2 separate regions of the Mus musculus genome follow, and region 1 is linked to region 2. The links are chromatin contacts, called in public ChIA-PET maps. All regions are on one chromosome and are shown on one strand. The core of a region is the stretch at or near the end of the contact, and the rest is flanking DNA. Distances in the headings are between cores, read along the strand shown. Region 1 holds the start of Vav1 (vav 1 oncogene). Region 2 holds the start of Cd70 (CD70 antigen).

Region 1 (5,655 bases), core at 3,135-5,634, 130 kb before region 2:
GGATAGCACTGTGTTCTGTCCATACTGTGCTGTGTACTTGTGCTTCCACACTGCTGTCTCCATTTTGTTCTTTCATGTGCATGCAGAGGGCAGATGTGGACGTCGGGTGTCCTGCTCTATCAGTCTCTGTCTGGTTGAGACAGGGTCTCTAACTGAACCTGGAGTTTGGCTGGCAACCAGCAAGCCCACAGCACCGGGTTTGCAAGGAGGAGCCCACAGTCATGCCTGGCCTTTTAATATGTGTGCAGGTCTTTATGGTCGCACAGCAAATGCTATTATCCGAGTCACTAAACCTAAGTCAATCGCTATGTTAGCTTCTACTCTCAGTTCAGACACACCAACCAAGGGCTATACCCATAACACCAGGTGCACACCCTCGTACCCACCTGCATGGTTTCCTACAGCTGGAGGCTTGTCAATGTGTTATACACCAATTCCTGCCTCTCATCCTATGAGCCTCGCATCCTGCCAAACCTTTCCAAAAAATTCATCGCTTTCTCCTCAGACCCTGAGCCTCAGAGTTCCACACAGAGGACTGCACAGTCCCACAGAGGCGGCAAGCACACGTTTGTGATGTCTGAAGCCTCTGTTTCTAACCATGATGTCATCAGCCTTTCTGTGGGTCTTAGACCTCATGGGCACTGGCCAGTCTGAAGATGTTCTACTCAGATCTCCAACACCAGTGCAACCAGCTAGAAAGCCACTGCCCTGAGCACATGGATACCTGCCTGCCACTACCTACCTCAGGACCTTTGCACAGGCAGCACCAACACACACACACACACACACACACACACGTCACTACCCACACAAGGGTAAGCCTTTACCAAGCCCAGGTTTCTGCTCTAGTCTAGTGAGATTTCCTAGACTCCTTACTCAAAAATGCCACAAAGCACTCTTTCTAAGTATAGCTTTCTTCAAAGTATGAGCCACCTCCTAGAAATGTACACCTGTCCTCATTGTCTCGTTGGTACATTTCCCTCCTTTAGAATATCATGTGATAAGACACGAGCATCTGTATCCCACTCCCACAGTTCCCAAAACCAAGGGCAGGGCTTGTCCTGAATAGTCACTGTTTGATGGATGGGTAGGCGGGGTAAAAGAATAAATGAATAGGAGAACAGGTGAATGAATAGATCGGTGCGTGAGTAAGTGGATGGATGAGTGGATAGACAGGTATACAGGTGGATGGATGGATGGATGGACAGATGGATGGATAGGTCAGCCTTGACTATGACACACAAGGGTAAAAGCTCATCCTTAAGTGTAGCTGGTGAATAGGTGGGTGGAGAAATAGGTAGATGTATAAATGGGTGGGTGGGTAGGTGGGTGGATGGATGGATACATGGATGGATGGATGGATGGATGGATGGATGGATGGATGGATGGCATAAAGTGTGTGTGTGTGTGTGTGTGTGTGTGTGTGTGTGTTGTTTTTGGTTTTTTGGTTTTTGGTTTTTTGGTTTTTTTTTGTTTTGGTTTTTTTTTTTTTTTGCACCAGATGTATAAAGTGAGTACAGGACCATTCTGAGATATGATTGATGGGGAGATTTTATTGTTGGTATGAGGAAGAATACAGCCAGAAGCATCTATGAGAGTACATATCATGAGAGAAAATAGCAGACTGAGTATGGCCAGCAGAATGGACCAGGCCACAGTGGGAGGGGGGAGAGCAAGAGAGGAGAGAGGGCCAAGAGTGCAGAGGGCACACAGTCAAAATGGCAGGGTTGTATAGGAAGAAGAAACTGGGGAAGGCTAACCCAGAAGCTGGTGATGTCTAGAAAAGGGAATGGGGTGAGAAGAACAGACTAGCCACAGGCACTGAGTAAATCTGGGCACCAGCATATGGATTGGTATGCTAATAGGCACTACAGTGAGCCATTTGTCCCAAGTTTCTTTTGGACCTGATAACTGGCTGGCTGGCTGGCTGGCTGGCTGAATAGATAGATGGATGGGTGGATGGATGGAGGATGGACAGATAGACTGGTGGGCAGATGGATGAATGGACAAATGAATGAGTGGGTGGGTGGGTAGACATACAGGTGGACAGATAGACAGATGGACAGATGGATGGGTGGATGGACGGACAGACGGACGGATGGACGGATGGATGGATAGATGGATGGGTTGGTAGATGGGCGAGTTGGTAGTATATAAATTATTTCTTCCCTATTTGCTGGACAAAGGAGAGAGATAGGGAAACGAAGGAACTATTCTTTCATTCCGACCTCTACGACTTTATCTCTCCTGTTTCCCAGTCAGTGGCTCCTTTCCTTTTTCTTTCTGCCTTCCCTTGGGGTACCTCCTCTGGCATATTGTAAATAGCCTGCTGATTCTCACCTACATCTCCACCAGATGTAGGATTTCCAAGAAAGTCAGAGAGACCAGAGGCCAGAAGTTACCAAGAAGATAGATGGGGGAAAATGAGGATGAACACTGGCCCAGCCTGAGGCTTCATACAGCTGGACATAGAGAGCCAGAGCAATGAGAAAACTCCTATTGATTCTTCAGAACCCAGCTTAAATACCCCTTCGTACATAAGACCTAATTCTCTCAAGCAGTGAATGTCCTTACATCCCTAGAGAACAAGAGCCTGTGATGCATCTTCTTCTGTCTCACTGAGTTTAAGAACTCTTTGGGGGCCAGAGCCAAGTTCCCAACATTGCTTGACACACACTAAGGCTGCTGTTGGGACACAGCTAGTCCTCTGGGGATTAACACCATGAACACCTGTCCTTCAGAAAAGTCAACCTTAGTTACAATACACAGGGGGGTGGAAGGCCATCCTTGACTCTAACCGTTTTCCCAACAGCTGTGATTGCCACATCATTGGGCACCCTGAGTCCCGCCAGAGCTGGGGCCCAAGAGTCCCATAGCTACTTCCTCAAGCCCTGAAAGCTACTGAAGTTCAAGCAAATGTAGGCAAATCTCTGCTGACCCCTAGCCAGCCAGAGGGACGGTCCATGGGGGACAGTGGGTGCTCTGTTCCCTACTTCCTTCAGAGGACTCACAACAGCTTCAGAGACTGCTGGCTCACTGACAACCCCAGAAATACCCTGGAGACTGCAGCAGGCCATTCTTAAAGTAACTCCCGTCTTCAACTCCATGGGACCCCTCGCATGAAGGGAAGAAACTAGGCTCTGACCCCGTTGCTCATCATTTCTAGGGACAGCCTCCTGGGACTTGGAAAAACAGGCTGTACAGGACTGGCAGACTGAGAGCAAGAGGACAGACAGACAGACAGATGCCCCCTACACCAAGGATGTGTCCTTCAGACCCCATGGCAAGGCCATGTTCCCTTAGATACAACTCATGTCCCTCACACCCCACGGTAAGGCTGTGGATCCCTTTGACTTGAACCTATACCTTTCATTTCTAGGGCTATCAGCCCTCCCCCCGAAACCCAGCATCCCTGGGGAAGCAGAGAAAAGAGTACAAAGCCACCAGTCACCTTTCACCACCACCCCAGCCACATTCAAATAAGGATTTGAATACATTTTCTAGGCTCACCGGGGCATAGTCTGACCATGCCTCCACTTGAAACACGGAGAGTGCACAGATGTCAAACTCAGGGACACCCAGGGCCTTGTTAGGACCCTAGGCCTGGGCCCTGCACTTCAATGGGCCCTTCCCGAAATAGGTAGAGTTGGGATGCCACAGGGTCTCGCATTGCAGCCCCCAACACTCCACGCCACACAGCACAAAGCCCTGGCAGGAAATGGAGGTGAAGGAAGATGTGAGGAGGAGGGGGGCAGAAGAGGTGGAAGAGGAGGAGCCACCGGTGGGGGAGAAACTGAAGGCCTCTCTCTCTTGAATCTGGTTCTCCAACCTCATGCACCCTCTTGGCTAACTACGAGGCAACAAGATACCTCTTAGGACCCCTTTAAATGGATCTCAACAGAGTCAGCTGGGGGCGGGGCGGGATAGGGAGATTTCCCCCTAAATTTGCTGGGACAGCTGCAAGCCAACCAAGAGTGTACAAACCCACCCAGAGCTCCGTTCTGCTCGACACCTCTCCATAGCCAGAGCCGGGCCTACCAGCCTTTATCCAGTCGGGCCCTAGCATCACCCAGCAGACTCACCTGGGACATCTGGGGCCGCAAGTTAACCTCGCGAAGATTAATGGCCTGGGGAAGCAGGTTGTTAAGCAATTGGCACAAGAGGACACCGTCCCGCAGTGCCTGTGCCAGCTCACACACCTGGGCCCCCTCCCAGGTCACACGGTGGCTGGGAGGCAGCACCCGACACTGGATCAGCCAGTGGGTGCACTGTCGCCAGAGCTCCATGGTGGCTGCCGGCCTCTCACTTGGCCCCTCGGGGAGGCCCCGTGCACCCTCGTTCCTTCACCACCGCCGCCGCCTGCCCCAGTGGGGACAACTACAACACCACTTCCTCTTCTGTGACTGTAACTGTCGCCCCGGGGTGGGGGTGGGGAGGAGCTGTGGGGCGGAGGGGGAGCAGCATCTGCAGTTACGCCCTCACAGCTTCCACTCACTGGTGTGACCTCGTCTTTCTCCACCTACACTGAGCAGACCTGGGCACCTGCTGAACTAAGGTGCCACTATCTCATCCAGCCGTAGGCACCTAGGCTGTCACCTCCTGTCTCCTCCTGGTCCCCAGTCTACGGCCCTGATCTCTCACAGCCTTTTGCCCCTGCAGCAGCCAAAAGGGACCACTGAACACTGAGTCAAGTCTCAACCATTCTTCCACCACCCATAACCCTCCTGGTTCAACCTTGCTTTGGGGCCAAAACTCATGTCTTTCCTGCACCCCACAAGGCCCTGTTCACCCTGCCCCAACCCCTGCCAGCCTCTTCTCCTCTCTCTGTTCTTCACTCCCTGACCTCCATCCTGCCCCAGGGCCTTTGCACTTGTGCCCACCACCTGACAGAAGACACTAATTCACTCCATCACTTCTTACATGTTACTTTTTGATTACTGAGTGCTCAGCCATAGATGGGACATCTATACCACCACCAGCCCGAGGCTCAAGGGAGAAGGAACAGAAAGTCGGTAAGAGTCGGGGGCGGGGGATGTGAAATGCTATCTCCAGGGCATACCCATGGCCACTACGCTCATGAACTCCGTGCAGTTATGGTGGCAGCACAAGACAAAGCCAGGAGGGAGCCAACATGCCCACAGGCAGCAGTAATGGATGCAAAGGGTTACAAAAGAGCAAGAAAGTGGGGATAAGGTAAAGAGAGTCCACTCTCATTCGGAGTCAGAGGGGAGTTGAGGGTGGGTAGGACGAAGATAGGTTGTTAACATGTAGGAAACTGCCAACAAATAGAACTATAATAAACATTAGAAAATATATTCTACTTTGAAAGCCATTTCACTTTTATTACATATATATATGTGTGTGTGTGTATATATATACATATGTATGTGTGTATGTGTGAAGGTACATGTGGGGCACAGTACATGTGTGGAGGTCAAAGGTTAACATGGGGGAGTAGGTCCTCTTTTTTTTTTTTTTAAAGATTTATTTATTTATTTATTTATTATATGTAAGTACATTGTAGCTGTCTTCAGACACTTCAGAAGAGGGGGTCAGATCTTGTTACGGATGGTTGTGAGCCACCATGTGGTTGCTGGGATTTGAACTCTGGACCTTCGGAAGAGCAGTCAGGTGCTCTAACCCACTGAGCCATCT
Region 2 (5,405 bases), core at 834-3,333:
AGGAGTTCGTCCTCAGCTAGCTGATAATAAAACCTCTTGCAGTTTGCATCAGGTGTGGTTTTCTCAAGTCATTGGGGTGCTGGCCAGCTCATCCCGGGACTTGAGCGGAGGCCCAGCTTCAGGGGTCTTACATCCCGACAAAGGCAGCATGTTGTTAGCAAAGATCCTTCATCACGTGTCCTTTCACGTGCTTGCTTTAGTAGAACATGCCCTCTGCTGTGTCTGCTTCAGCTAAACGTTCCTTCAGGAGTCTGCCTTAGTCTATCACCTGTGTCCACTTCAAGAAAACACTCCTTCACTTGTCTGCCCTAGCAAAACACCACCAACACAACTGACTTTCCAAAGAACCCCTAAGTTTCCACTTCAGGGCCTGTATCCACTGAGCCATATCCCCAGCCTACTTCATATTTTTTAAAGGGTTTGTTTTGTTTTAATGTATGTGTGGGGGGGCGATATGTGCACAGGTGCCCATGGAAACCAGAGTTGCCAAATACTCCTAGAACTGGAATTTCAGATCGTTTTAAACCATTTGACATGGGTGCTGGGAAGTGAGCCCTCTCTCTGGGATAGACACACTCAACCTCTGAGATGTCTCTCCAACCCCATGTTAATCTCACTATACCTGAATTGCAGGAGATTAGATCCAGGGGCCACTGACCAACATGTTCTCCCCAAAACAGAATCTGAAGGTGGTGGTGGCCTCTAGCTGGGCCAGCTCAAACCCATTTCAGAGGCAACCTCTCCCTGGTACCCTCTCCTGTAGTAGGCATCTCAACTTCGGAAAAACTTGAGCTTGTAGATGTGTTCCAACATTTCATCAAACAGTCTGGATCCTGGGTAAAATAGACTTCCGTGAAGAACACACAGCACTCTTGGGGTGCCCAGAGAAGATCCAGAAGAGAGGACAGCAGAGACAGGAGAGATACAAGCCCCAGGCCTGCCAGGCTGGGGCAGCTGCTGCCCAGCTCGGCACCTCCTGCCTCAAGTGTTTTCTCGCCTCTGCCAGTTCTAAGTAAACTCTCAGCTGCTCACTCTGCTACCGTATCTCATGTGGCAAAGAGGCTAGAACAAAGTGGAGGCCACCTGAAAGCACCAAGCCTGGTTGTCTGCCTGTTCATTCTTTATTGTCTGACAGCTTCGTATATTTGCAAAAATGAATTGTAGTCATGACCACCCCCTTTCCCCTCTCCAGTCCACTCCCCTCCTTGTCCTGCTGAACATTTTCTTCCAAGCAAGTTCTGCTCCCCACCCCTGTAATCGCCACTGCCTTACAGGCTTTCGAGTCTCTTTCTGTGTGGGCTGCACTGAATCATGGGCAGGAGGCTGGTTTTCTGGGGCAATGGCAACTTACTGGTGGCCACAACACTGAAGAAAGTGACCTTCCTTTCCCAGTGGCCAGAACTGCCCAGAAAGCCTCAGGGAGGGGCAGAATCTCATGGCCCAGCCCCTATCAAGGCCAAACCATTCGGGGACATCTTGTGCCAATTTTCACAGCTGAGTTAAGTGTAGGAGTGCAATGGCTGTGTCCACTTTCAGGTAGGATCATTGTCTCAGTCTCCGGGTGACATGGATGGGGATGGGGGTGGGGATCAGCAGTAGCTAATCAATATGCTAGCTATCATATTGAGACCAAGCCAAGTGTGGTGGCTCACACCAGCAATCTAGTAGTCCTGCAGTCAGAAGGATGTGAGAGGCCAGCCTGGGCTACATGACAAGTTTGACACCTGCCTGAGCTACTTGAGGAGCTGAAGGTCACCATGGACACCGTGGCAAATACTAAGCCAGCCTGGGCTCTACGGTGAGTTCCAATGTGAGCTGTTTATAATGGCCCCCCATGGAAGAGCCTACAATCGTGTCCAAATATTTTGGGAAGCACAAGGGATTCCTGGATGCGGATGCTTCCTGATTTCCTAGCATTCAGCCCAATACTGAACCTCTAATAGATGCTCAGTGAATGGTTTGTCGAATGAATGAATGAATGAATGGGCACCGAGCAGCAGGAGCAGGGGCTGAATGCCCAATCGGAAGCTTAAATATTCTGAAGCAGGGACAGGCCTGCTTCAGTTTGTCTGTGGGATGGCAGAAGGTGCCAAAAGCTCCAGGGGATTTCCCTGCCCTCCGAGAAGAGGCCCAGTTCTTCCCCTGCATCGGACATCCCCGAGGTTCTAAGGGCAGGTCAAGGCAGGCAGAAGCTTCAAAAGCTCGGCTGAGGAGGCTACAGCTTCCCGCTGCCTTCAGGCCGCTGCTTCCGTGCAGGGATGCCGGAGGAAGGTCGCCCTTGCCCCTGGGTTCGCTGGAGCGGGACCGCGTTCCAGCGCCAATGGCCATGGCTGCTGCTGGTGGTGTTTATTACTGTGTTTTGCTGTTGGTTTCATTGTAGCGGACTACTCAGTAAGCAGCAACAGAGGCTGCTGGAGCACCCTGAGGTGAGAGGAGGAGAGAAAGCGCTAAAGCACAAGCAAAGGACGCGAACGGGGCGGGGGGCGGGGTGGGGGGCGCGCAAAATCGGAATGAGATGGATCGTAAAGAGGAAGATGAGACAGAGAGAGGACAGGAGAGGCCGACTATGGAGGCCAGGCCGGTCCCAGCTGCCCAGGAGCAGACGAGGGATCCCGGACTGGGAAAGATGTCACCTTGAGCGGCCGGGAGGATTTGGTTCCCCGACTTTCCCTACCATGCCCGAGATTGACGCACACGTTGTTGGGGGCTTACCTAGCTGGTGCTGAGGGGGTGGAAGAGATTCCCAGCCGCCTGTGGCTGAAAGGCCAGGCACCGCCCACATGCATCTTTGGAGAAGTAGTGGGAAGGGTGGCATGAGCCCCGGGTTCCAGGGAAGACAAACACTTAAATTGTTTGGGCGATCTTGTTACTTTGTGTGAGGCCTGAAACTTCTCGCCGGCCTCTATAAGACTTTACGCAAAGAAAAATCAACGAAAACAATCTCAAATTGGGCCAAAGGGATGCAGGATGGACTGCAGCCTGACAGCACACGGGATCAGAGAGTCCTTCAAGCCCCAGGCTCTAATGTGCTTTCTCTGTTTTCTTGTATTTTCTTCCAGCCGCACACAGCTGAGTTACAGCTGAATCTCACAGGTAAGGCTGGGTGGGAATCCATCCAGTGGGTGGGATGGAGGATGGACGCAGGAAAGAGGGAGGAGGGAGGAAAAGAAGGAAGGAGGGACAGAGGGACTGAGGGAGGGTGGAAGAGCAGGAGGGAGCGAGGGAGGGACATATGAAGGGAATGGTCTGAGTTGGCTTTGCATAAACCCAGCATCCAGGAAGCCCCTGATTTCATCCTCAGCACCACATGAGGCTGTCAGCCCAGCACTAGGGTAACAGAGACAGAAGGTTCAGGCGTTCAAGAGTTCAAACTCATCCTTTGCAACATTGGGAGTTTGAAGCCAACCTGAGTTACTATGAGATGTGGCTCAGTAAGTTGAGCACTGCCCCGAACTCACAAAGCCCTAGCACCTCTTAAACCCAGTGTGGTGGTGCACACCTGTCATCTGAGCACTAGAGATGTGTAAGCAAAAGTACCCGGCATTCATAATCAGAATTCAAGGCCTGCCTGGGCTATAGGAGGCCTTGTCTCAAAAGAAATTGAGAAAGGGAGAAAGAAAGGAGAGAAGGAAGAAAAGAAGGTGCAAGATGCTGGAGTAAAACAGGGGTGTGGTCTCAGGAGCATCCTGCCTTGTTCATCCTCTCCTCCCCTAGTGATCCAGCTGCTCCTATCCCTTTGTTTCCTTAGCCCACCTCTAAAAGAGCAGGCTGCATCTTAGTGAAAAGGGCAATGAGAAGCTGGGGGCCCCCGGCATGGCTCAGGCATGGAGCACCCATGTCAGCGGCAGAGGACTTACAAAATGTATGAGACACTCTGGGTTCCAAGACTCCCACAAGGAAAACACAAATGCTGAAATATAGACAGAGAGTTAAAGCAAGGTGGTACCTTGTCACGCTGGGATTGGATGCCTCCGTCAAAGTGAGACCCTATGGGATATGGTGAGGCACATCTGTCGTTCTAACACTACGGGGCTGAGGCTGAGGCATTGCAAGGTCCAGGTCAGCTCAAGCTACAGCAAGATTTTTGTCTCAACATTTGAAAATAAACTTCTAGTAATAACATTTATTAGTACTTAGATAAGAACCTTGGATCTTGACATTAATAACCAAGTAACCATAACTTTAATAAATGCATCCTGTCTGGGCACACTGGTTATTCTAGTAAGCAGTTAGCAGACTAAGGCAGAATCATGAACTTGCGACTACCCTAGTCTGTATAGCTAGGTCCATCTCAAAATCAATAACTAATTAAACGGATTTTCTCTTTCTGCCTCGGCTATTTGTTGAGGTTCCCTCTGGGTAGCGGCTTTAAGCTGCTCTAATCAGGAATTAAGATATTTGACTCAACCATTCTGTTACATTTTTAATTACTGGAACAAAATAACAGCAAAATAATACACAAACACAACTTAAGAGAGAAGGCATGTGGGCAGGAGGCTGCTACCAATGGTCACTTCACATCCTCAGTCAGAAAGTAGCAAGATGAACGCTAGTGTTCTGCAGGGCAGTGGTGGTGCATGCCTTTAATCCTAGCACTTGGGAGGCAGAGGCAGGTGAATTTCTGTGTTCGAGGCAAGACTGGTCTACAGAGTGAGTTCCAGGACAGCCAGGGCTACACAGAGAAACCCTGTTTAGAAAAGAAAAGAAAAGCAAGGCAAGCAAGCTAGTTTTCAAGCACTTTCTCCTTTGTATTCAGTCCAGGACCCCAGCCTGTGGAATGCCCCCCACCCACAGCCAGGGTGAGTCATCTCACCTCAGTTAATACCATTTATATAACTGGTGAAAGATGAGCTCAGAGATGGTGATTCTAGACTAAGGCAGCTGACAATTTAGTGAGCCATCACAAGGATAGTAACAAGGGATTTTGTAGGTCCCTTCTTCATCCTGGTAGATGGCCTAACGTGTATCCAGCCCATGAGCAATTTTCCCTCACCCAGGAAACCCTTTTGGTCTTCTGAGCCCAGGGTATTGCTGGAGACAGCAAGAGGGTGTGAGACTTGGGCTGGACTCAGAGGCAGCTCCGGGCATCAATCAGATCTGCAGAGTGATACCTGTTGCAAACCTGCACCAGTCTTGAGCTTTCCAGGCACCATGTCCTGTGGCTCTCCCTCTTAGATTGTCTGTCCATCTGACTTCTCATACATGTATAGTTGCATCTCTATGGCATGTCTGTGAGTGTGTGTATGTGTGTGTACACCTCTCATTCTCTCTCCATCTCTACCTAACTTTTTCCATCTCTCGGTCTCTCCCACATCTTGTGTGCCTATCCACCTCCCTCTTTTTTTTTTCTTCTCCCCTGTTTAACTTCGATTCTCATTCCACTTAACTTCTGTCCCCAGTTCCTC

What was found. ChIA-PET counts read pairs in DNA pulled down with a chosen protein or histone mark.
Region 1: a contact with region 2 is called in an RNA polymerase II ChIA-PET map of memory CD8 T cells, with 8 read pairs. The contact joins the promoter of Vav1 here to the promoter of Cd70 in region 2. A contact is called at or near these places in 1 of 484 Hi-C or Micro-C datasets (embryonic stem cells), 2 of 115 datasets of contacts at active chromatin or transcription factors (embryonic stem cells and memory CD8 T cells) and 1 of 9 other capture datasets (pancreatic islet).

What each region holds. Positions count from the first base shown.
Region 1 is chr17:57,277,829-57,283,483 of GRCm38.p6, reverse strand. It overlaps Vav1 (vav 1 oncogene), which reads right to left and starts at 4,384. Exons shown (of 27, transcript NM_011691.4): 1 at 4,083-4,384. The coding sequence starts at 4,286.
Region 2 is chr17:57,146,455-57,151,859 of GRCm38.p6, reverse strand. It overlaps Cd70 (CD70 antigen), which reads left to right and starts at 2,083. Exons shown (of 3, transcript NM_011617.2): 1 at 2,083-2,426; 2 at 3,060-3,093; 3 at 5,400-5,405. The coding sequence starts at 2,259. Gm33566 (a long non-coding RNA gene) reads right to left here and starts at 3,058. Exons shown (of 7, transcript XR_876893.3): 1 at 2,713-3,058.